Regions from separate parts of the Triticum aestivum genome. Here region 1 is linked to region 2. Evidence: chromatin contacts called from public Hi-C data. All regions are on one chromosome and are shown on one strand. Each heading gives the region's core, a stretch centred on a gene start, on an enhancer-like site or on the middle of the called end of the contact. The rest is flanking DNA. Distances are from core to core; before and after follow the strand shown.

Region 1 (4,453 bases), core at 1,518-4,017, 200 kb after region 2:
ATGGTAAAACTTAGAATTATATGTCTCTCTACAATTGCCATGGCAACTTTACAGTAACAACATTTTTCTAGAGTTGTCCGTGTGAGCATTTTTTAAATTCTGTACCTTGCCATGCAATTACAATATATGGCACTTTTTGAACATGTTGTCCAGCAATGATATGGAATTTTTTTGAGGTCAAACATTCTTACAACATGGCAAATTTAGAATTTTCAGTTCGTCAACATGACAATTAATGAATCTTTTTGTGTCATGTGAATGTGCAATGATATTCTACAGTTGCCATCATGTGTACTACTTAGATGGCAAATCTTAGATTCTTTTTTTCTGTAACCGCCATAAATTTCTAAGATGTTTTGCACATGGCAAACATCATTGAAATTAATAATTTATTAAAACTTTTTACCATGGCAAAAGACTTTTAAAACTCTTTGTAATGTATTTAATCCAATATTTTTTTGCCATGTAACCAACACAAATTTTGCCAAGGCAAAAATTTCATTACTATTTTTCCATGACACCAATATAAATTCATTTCACCAACAAAAATTTTTCCATGGCAAAAATCTTATAATGTTTGCCTTGTTATCAATACATTTTTTCCATTTCACCAACACAATTTTTTCCATGGCAAAAATCTATAAATTTTGCCATGTCACTAAAATAATTTTTGACATGGCAAAAATCTTATAACTTTTTGCCATGCTACCCATGTATAATGTTCAACACCTCCTGATTTTTACCATGTACATAAAACCGCCAAAACACAAAACCATTGTGAAACAAAACCTTTTCTTAAACAAAATCCTTAATTACAAGTATAAACTTTTTTGCTAACTAACCATGATATATAGAACATTTTCCATCAAGGTTTGCCATGTTTTCTCGTTTAATACCATGGCAGTTTTTCCTGTGTATGTTGTTTTTGCTGTATTTGACTATTGCAAATTTATATTATATTCTATGGAAAATTCATCGAGTTTACCATGGCAAAATTTAAATTTTGCGATGACAATTTTCTCTATGTTTTTACCTTTCCTGGTTGTGTGTAAGAAAAATGCAAGTAAATTGGTGTATTAAAGATGGCAAAGTTAAGAAAATTCGATCTATTGATATGGCATTTTCAGAATTTTGTTGTACATCACCAATGTCAAACTTTGTAGAAATCTTTTTGTTCTATTCTATAAATACATTTTTGTGGTTTTTTTTTGTTTTCATAATATCTTGACAACTAAAGATTTTTTTAATCTGTCCTAGATTATTTTTGGGGAGTTTTTTTTTCAGTCTAGTGCATTTTTATGTCTTTTTGTCTATTTGTTGGGAGAGGCGGGAGCAGTTTTTGGGCCCACAACATTGCAATTCATGTTTTTTTTTACATTCTTCGAGGGAATTGCGTTTTTGGGCTGGTCCGCTGGAGGCCATCGGGCAGCATGTGGACTAAATTGTTTGATCGAACGAATCTTTTATGTGGCTCGTCCCCCCGCCGAAAATGGCTATGGCCTTTTAATAAGCCCAATAAAGAGTCTATGCGCATCAAATTTGAGTGGATTCCTCAGTGAATATCTTTTTTTTCTTGCATAACCGAAAAAATATATATTGTTTGCTTTTTTCTTCAAACGATCCTGCAGGAGCAGAATAGGAACGATGTATATGGAGTTGAAGCAGACAGCTAAAAAAAAGGCAGACCACACGATGGAATACACATAAATATTCTCGTATATTGCAAAATACCAATGGCAATCACATATATATATTGTTCCGGATCCACAACTCAAACGGGCAACCCAAATGACCAAAACGATACGTATAGGAGAGAAAAATCAAAATTATTAGCCGAAACGAACGGCTCATCATCATGAAACAAGGGGGGAAAATATCGCGGATGAATCAAGAGGGGTGGTAAGTAGTTGCCGGGACAGGGAGAGAGGATTAGAGGAGGATGCGAGAGAAATTGAACCACAATCCCATATGCGTGCGCGTGGAGATCTACTGTGTCTTTTGGCCGGTAGTATTGTTGGTGCTGCGGCGGCGTGGCGTGGTCGTCGTCGTCGTCTACATGCCCTGCTCTACCAGGTAGTCGCCCAGCCTCTCCACCACCAGGTTGCACTGCCCCGGGGTCATGGGCTCGTCGTAGATGCCGACCACCAGCGCCTGCCCGGTCTTCTTCAGGGTGATGCCTCCCGCGCCCTGCGATCACGGACGGAATGGAACGGATCCGATCCAACGGCGATTGATTTTACGTTTGGTTTGGTCGGTGAGGGCAGAGATGAGAAGGGTCCGACGTGCATGCATGGTTACCTTCTTGCCGCGGATGACGGCGCCAGGTTCACCTTGGATGACCATGTACTTGGCGTCTGCGAGTAGCAGCCCGGTCGGGGCGAGGGTCCCCGGCTCGTCGAAGTCCTTCATGATGTTGGCCATCTCCGCCGGCTTGAACTGGATCACGCATGCAAACATGTCAGAGATCGTCGGCGCATGCATGGCTCATGCAGGCGCCAAATAGCAACGAGTGGGTTCGACGTACCGACGGGAAATCGGCGCTCTGGGCCCAGACGGTGCCGTCGTGGCCGAGGATGGCGGCGGAGGCGAGGTGGTGGCCCTCGATGTCGCACATCAGGTGCTCGTCCACGTAAGTCTGCCACGACATCTTCGCCTTCCCCGGCGGCGCTCCGGCAAGGAAACGGGGTCGATCGGTCTCTCTCGCTGCTGCTGCGGCTTGTCGCGGTGGCGATCGAGGCGCACGTAACCGGCGGTGGGTGTGCAATCGCGGGGGGCGGAAGCCGGTATAAATAGGGTGGGAGAGGAGAGGAAGAGGCCGAGGGGGGAAATGTCTGGATCCCAACTGCTGCTTCGTCCCAACCACCCATCCATCCTGAGTTCGCCCTTCAACTTCGCGCCTCCTTCGGTGCGCTGCCATCAACATGAGCCCCACCCACAGCCGTACGTACGTCGCACACACCCGTGGATTCGGCCGCAATTTCGGCCTTGCCATTGGTCACTCTGTGCATTTAAAAACCGAACAGAAAAACCATACCGAAAATAAACCGAACCCAATCAATTTTATGGTTTTTATGGTTTCTGATTTCGGTATGGTATGAACTTTTCATACCAATTTGAATTTGGTTTTTATGGTATATACCGGAAAACCGAACGGTTAACCGAATAAACCGAAGTAAAAAATAAATTTATATTTCTTGAGATGAACAACCATACAAGTTGCCATTTTTCTTGTACATGAGTCAAATGCACTACTAAGCACGTACTTTTTTCTTGTAACATAGTCATTTTTCTATTTTTAAAATGCTAAGCACGTCCATAACCATCAACAGATGAATCAATGCATGCATATATACTTGTATATATAGTCATATACTATTTGTGTAGAATAGTATGTGTTTTGAGTCATAAATTTGCTAATTATTATTACATCATTTCCAAATTCGCGTCAACTTTGGTTTTTATGGTATATATACCGAAACCATACCGAAATAATTTGGTATATACCAAAACCGAACCGTATTTTAATTTCATACCATATTTACCGAAGTATTAATACCGTACAAACTGAAAAACCGTATAAATTGGACCATGTAAACCGAATAAACCGAACGCACTTAGCATCAACAGATAGTCGTCCCGAGCGCACGCACTATCGACAAAACAACATACGCGTCGCCCACCTCCCGCACCTTATCCACTCATCCCACCTGCTCGTCGTTCCACCACCAGCCGCCTGCACTTCCTCCCATGAGATGCGTCCGCCGCCCGCTCCTTCTCCAGGCCACGCATCCCTCCGCCGTCGTGCTCCTCCTCCTGGTTAAGCGGATGCCGCCCTGATCCTCCTCCCGGCGCCGCGCGCCACACCAAGCACAACCCCGGCCGCCGCCTCCTCCTCTTACCTACTCCCAGAGATGAGCGCCGCACCCAGCAAATGCTCGGCCGTCGCACCTAGTAGCAGCAGACGCCGACGGTGGCGAGATGCAGCCGCAGCTAGCCTTCAAGGCGCTGCTGCAGACGCAGCCGTTGAGGGAAGTACGTCCAGAACGCCATCAAGTTCCTCTCCTTCCTCAAAAACAAGGGCCTGACCACATATGAGATTGAAGAAGAAAAGATTTTTGAAATGTGCAGTTTTCAGAACCTATCTGTATTGCCTGTGTGATTGATGCAGGGCACTTTTTTGCTAGGTGGTGAGTGTTGCTTGAGAAGGTGGAGTGTGCTCCCACACTGAAGGAATTCGAGAAGTTCTACCGTTCGTATACTCGCTGTAAATTCTAAACTGGCTTTGTATCTGTAATAGAAGTAGAACTCGTGGTGCATTTTGAACTGTGCCCATTTTTCATTTTGTTTTATGATGCAGACTAGTGTGTGTTGCTTCGCACTAGGTAACCCAATCGAAGTGAATAATCAGCATGAGCAACTATTTTTTCTTTAGGCAAATTTTTCTATGTGATCA
Region 2 (4,760 bases), core at 304-2,803:
ACATGCATGGTAATTAATGGCGATGCTCGATCCCCGCAAGCGATTAACAATTCCCATGATAAGGAAAACAATATCATAATCATCAATACATGAGCTAGTCCTGGAGGCATGGCTGAGGATTCACTTGGTCTTTATAACTCCCCACATGTAATTGAGTTTTCCCCGGAATCTCATATTCAAGAACCAATACAATAATATCGCATAAATATAAACTGAAGTATGAACATGGAAATATAATTATACATTTATTATTTCCTTTAGGACATATTTCCAAGACCAGGGCTAAGCGAACGCAAGGAGGGCACTTGATTTGGGTGTTTATGCCCGGTCAAATTAGGGTGTCAATATTGGGTTGGGTTTAGGTGTCGATATTGGGATCGATTAAGGGTTTGATAGGGCTCTAATTGGGCATGTGCATGTTGGCATGAAAACTCTTAATCTTGTTGTACGATTTCTAATGGCAAGATCAGGAGTTTGCTTATATGGTAGTGCGGTAGTTTCAATGTTTTCCATGTCAATGGTAGTTGGCTATACGTGTTAGTGTGTTGATCTTCGTGATCAGTCCATGCTACATGTTCATTCATTGATCTTGTTCATGTCATCATTGCAGTGCTCTGTTGGGAAGCTTGTGCTCAGCAATGTTGCCGAGGGTAACTGGTCGAAGGGCAAGGAGGTGGCAGAGGTCAGTGCGTCAAAGATGCTTCAGGTCAAGGCGGCGAATTTCGGCCATTTTCATGAGGATGCAGGTCCAACGGACTTCTATAAGGTGATCTTAGCGCATGTGTTGGAATTACTGCGAATCCCCGATGGCTTCCGTAAGCACATGACCAACATTGCACCGAAAGTCGTTCTGAGGACACCGGCTGCAACTAGAGGGTCACGCTCCGGGAGGTCAACTGAAGGTTAGCCCTTGATAATGGGTGGGTGGGCTTCGCCGCAGCTCACCAACTGAAGGTGGGTTACCTCGTCACCTTCAAGGCGCACAACCTCAACCTTTTCGATGCAAGAGGTGGTGGCCAAGTGCAAGAAGCACGACGAAGCACTTGCCTTGATCCTGGATGTTTAATGTGTTTTATTTAGTCCGTATGTTGTGTCTAATATAGCTATCTGCTTAGGCCGTGTTTTTATTATGAGCAATCTTATTATTGTAGTCCCAAATGTAGTGTGAATAGTTGTTTAAATTGCTCTGTTCTGCATATAAGTGTGTGTCCTTGTAACCTCATCACTGGAACGAAAAGTTAACACACCACATATCTTGCACGTAACCACAGGTGCTTACAACTAAATTGCGTGCTAGTGGTTCTCCTATAATACAGGCTGGCATTTTATGAATAACCAAATTAAATATAAAATCCCTGACAAAAATAAATAAATATAGAATATGGTTTTCAGCATGCATTAGCTGAGCGTGACCGAACCGAGCGAAGGAGGCCAAAAATGATGCCGTGGTACGTAGTGTTGCCGCACGGCCGGCAGGTGCAGCGCTAGCATTGCCATCGCGCAATACAAGACGTCGCGATCGCCGCAAGTTAAGAAACGGCAGGCGGCCATCTCGGTGGTGTGGAAACAGAGCAAAGCAGAGCACCCATCATCACTTCAAATGCAGCTAGTCGTTACCACTGACCCCTTCCCTGCATCCGCTCTCCCTCCCAGCTACCCCCGTCTCCCGCCATGTCCCGCCCCGACGCCGCCTCCCTCCTCTCCCCCTCGCCTCCGCCGTTCAAGCCCCATCGCCGCGGCCGCTTCCTCCCCTCCATACTCGCCGCCCTCGCCGCGGCCGCCGCTCTCCTCCTCCTGGCCGTCCTCCGCTCGCCGCCGACCCCGTCCCCCAACCTCGGCTCCCTCTTCCTCTCCCTCGGCTCCAACAACACCGCCGCCTCCCACCTCCGCGCGCTCACCCTGCACCCCCACGTCGCCGGCACCAAGGCCAACTCCCTCACCGCCGCCTACGTCCTCCACGCCTTCTCCTCCCTCTCCATCCCGTCGCACATCACGCCCTACTCCGTCCTCCTCTCCTACCCCGTCCACCGCTCCCTCTCCCTCTCCGCGGGGCCCGGCCGCGCCGCCAAGCCCTTCTCCCTCACCCAGGACACCTACCCCAGCGACCCCTACGCGCGCGCCGCGGCCGAGGTGACCCCGACCTTCTTCGCCTACTCCGCCTCCGGGTCGGTGTCCGCGGAGGCCGTGTACGCCAACTACGGCCGCGAGGAGGACTTCGCCTACCTCGCCTCCCGCGGGGTCGACGTCGCGGGAAAGGTGGCGCTCGCGCGGTACGGGAGGATCCACTGCGAGGACATCGTGCACAACGCGCGCGCGGCGGGCGCCGCGGCCGCGCTGGTGTACCCCGACCCGCTGGAGTACGGCGGCCCGGCCGGGGAGGGGACGTTCCCCGACTCGCGGTGGCTGCCCCCGAGCGGCGTGCAGGTGGGGAGCCTGTTCCGGGGCGTGGGCGACCCGACGACGCCGATGTGGGCGTCGTCCGAGGGGTGCGAGCGCGTGAGCGTGGAGGACGCCATGGCCACCGACGACATGCCGGGCATCCCGGCGCTCCCGGTGTCGGCGCGGGACGCGGCGGAGATCCAGCGGGTCCTGGGCGGGGCCGAGGCGCCGGCGGGCTGGCAGGGCCGGGACGGCAGCCCCGCGTACCGGCTTGGCCCAGGGCCGGCCGTGCTGAACCTGACGTATCAAGTACGTTAAATTCGAGGCGCTTTTGTCTCGTTTGCCAGATTCTTTTTCAGGTGCGATTGTTGTACGATGCTTTTGCTTGGAATTTGCAGGGCAATGATACGATGGCGACGATTGAGAATGTCTTCGCGGTGATCGAAGGCGCAGAAGAGCCGGACAGGTAACTCATTATCTCTCATCCTGCATCATCAACCATCATCAAGTACTAGTAGTGTAACTTTTCGGTTTTAAAATGCCTCCGCTGCCTTGTCGCGGAAGCTTCTATTAGACTGCAAGTTGAAGTAAAATATGCATCGTGCCTGAGCACTTCCAAATACCGAGCACTGCTTTTGGACCATTCGTAGACCTTCAGCTTCAGGTGTAGCTAATTTCACCCCGTAAGATATATGATATTCCTGTCAAGTGCATCTTATTTTGCTTGCTTGGTGCATCCAATTCTTTTTTTGAATTGAATAACCTAGTCAAGTGGCACGATTTCCTAATTCCCATACCACTTTGGGCTCCACTTTACTGATCAGAAAGTTCTCCGGCTACGCCCTTTCTATATTTCAAAACGGTGCATCTGATCTGCTCCTATTCAGATTCAACTACTCCAGCTTCATACTATCAATCTGAATTCTCAAATGGCTATGGGGGCACTTGATTTGTGCTTTGTATATAGAAATTTGATCTGTTGCTTTCGCCGTGATAAACCTGTATTCTCGAATGGCTATGGGGTACACAAGTCCGACTTGCATTTTATTTTATTTTATTTTGCTCAAGCTAGCTTGCTTGGAAGCAAACAATTTGATCCAACTTCGTCATGGTTTGGTACAACGATATTACAGACGTGCCAATCTGCAGTTAGGAGAAGCAGTTCCAGTCTTATTTATTTACTATGAAGGATGTGACTAAGCTAACCAATTTTAACTTTTCATGACACAGATATGTTATCCTGGGAAACCATCGCGATGCCTGGACGTTCGGAGCCGCCGACCCCAACAGCGGAACAGCAGCTATGATCGAGGTGATTCTTGTGTTATAACATATGTTCTCTAAGCAATCCAGTAGGCTGTTCTTTTCTCTGAACTCTGCACCGTGGCATAATACACTAATACTGACCGCTTTTTCTGAATATCGGAATTGACTTATCAGCACAAATCTTGAACATGCTAACTTCACTTGCTGTCCATCTAGCTAGCACAAAGGTTTTCGATGCTGCAAAAGCAAGGGTGGAGACCTCGAAGGACAATCATTTTCTGTAGCTGGGATGCAGAAGAGTACGGATTGGTAAATCTCTCTCTTCGAGCACAACATTCGTTTGTTATACACACGTACACGTAGGCACCTTACAAGCAGCTGCAATGTTGATCACAATTTACGTTTATGCAGACAGGATCAACTGAATGGGTTGAAGAAAACAGGGAGATGCTTTCCTCAAGAGCTGTTGCATATCTGAATATTGATGTTTCGGTAGTCGGTCCGGTTTTACTCCCATCTACAACTCCCCAACTGGATGAGCTACTCCTTGAAACAATGAAACTGGTACGCACATTGTTCCAGAGAAAAGTACTCTCTCCGTCCCATAATATAAGAGCGTTTTTTATACTAGTTTGGTGTCAAAAAGGCTCTTATATTATGGCACAGAGGGGGTAACATATTTACATACAAAAGAGTCCTAACTGATAGTCAGTTATTTGATTTTGGTCATACAAAAGAGTAACTGTTGAGTGGTCAACACTGAACAGTGGGTGCCTCAACTTTGAACCACATGCCTGTGACAAATTTTTTTTTTTGAACAAATGCCTGTGACAATATCATGCTTATGCTATTTTTCTTATTAATAACAAGATGTTCAAAAATTCAAAACGTTCTGTTTTTTTCAATTCAAAGGTTCAAGATCCCGACAACTCATCTCAGACGGTGTATGATGCATGGGTCAAATCCAATGCTTCTCCCAAGGTGAGTTGTAACATGACTTCCTTATACAGCTAGCACACCGTTATCACTTGCGGTATATAGTACTGATTGCTGTCAAACTCTGGGTTCCTTTGTACATAAAATGAAACCTGCAGCTTCGGGGTTTCATTTCTGAA

What was found. Hi-C and Micro-C count contacts between places; a contact is called where the count stands out from the background.
Region 1: a Hi-C map of leaf shows a contact between it and region 2, with 4 times the contacts expected there. The contact joins the promoter of LOC123058522 here to the promoter of LOC123061961 in region 2. A contact is called at or near these places in 2 of 5 Hi-C or Micro-C datasets (both in leaf).

What each region holds. Positions count from the first base shown.
Region 1 is chr3A:518,477,137-518,481,589 of IWGSC CS RefSeq v2.1, forward strand. LOC123058522 (profilin-2) reads right to left here and starts at 2,768. Exons shown (of 3, transcript XM_044481236.1): 1 at 2,525-2,768; 2 at 2,299-2,436; 3 at 1,699-2,187. The coding sequence starts at 2,647. The coding sequence ends at 2,053.
Region 2 is chr3A:518,273,895-518,278,654 of IWGSC CS RefSeq v2.1, forward strand. It overlaps LOC123061961 (probable glutamate carboxypeptidase LAMP1), which reads left to right and starts at 1,554. Exons shown (of 12, transcript XM_044485252.1): 1 at 1,554-2,688; 2 at 2,778-2,845; 3 at 3,610-3,691; 4 at 3,862-3,954; 5 at 4,057-4,209; 6 at 4,558-4,626. The coding sequence starts at 1,672.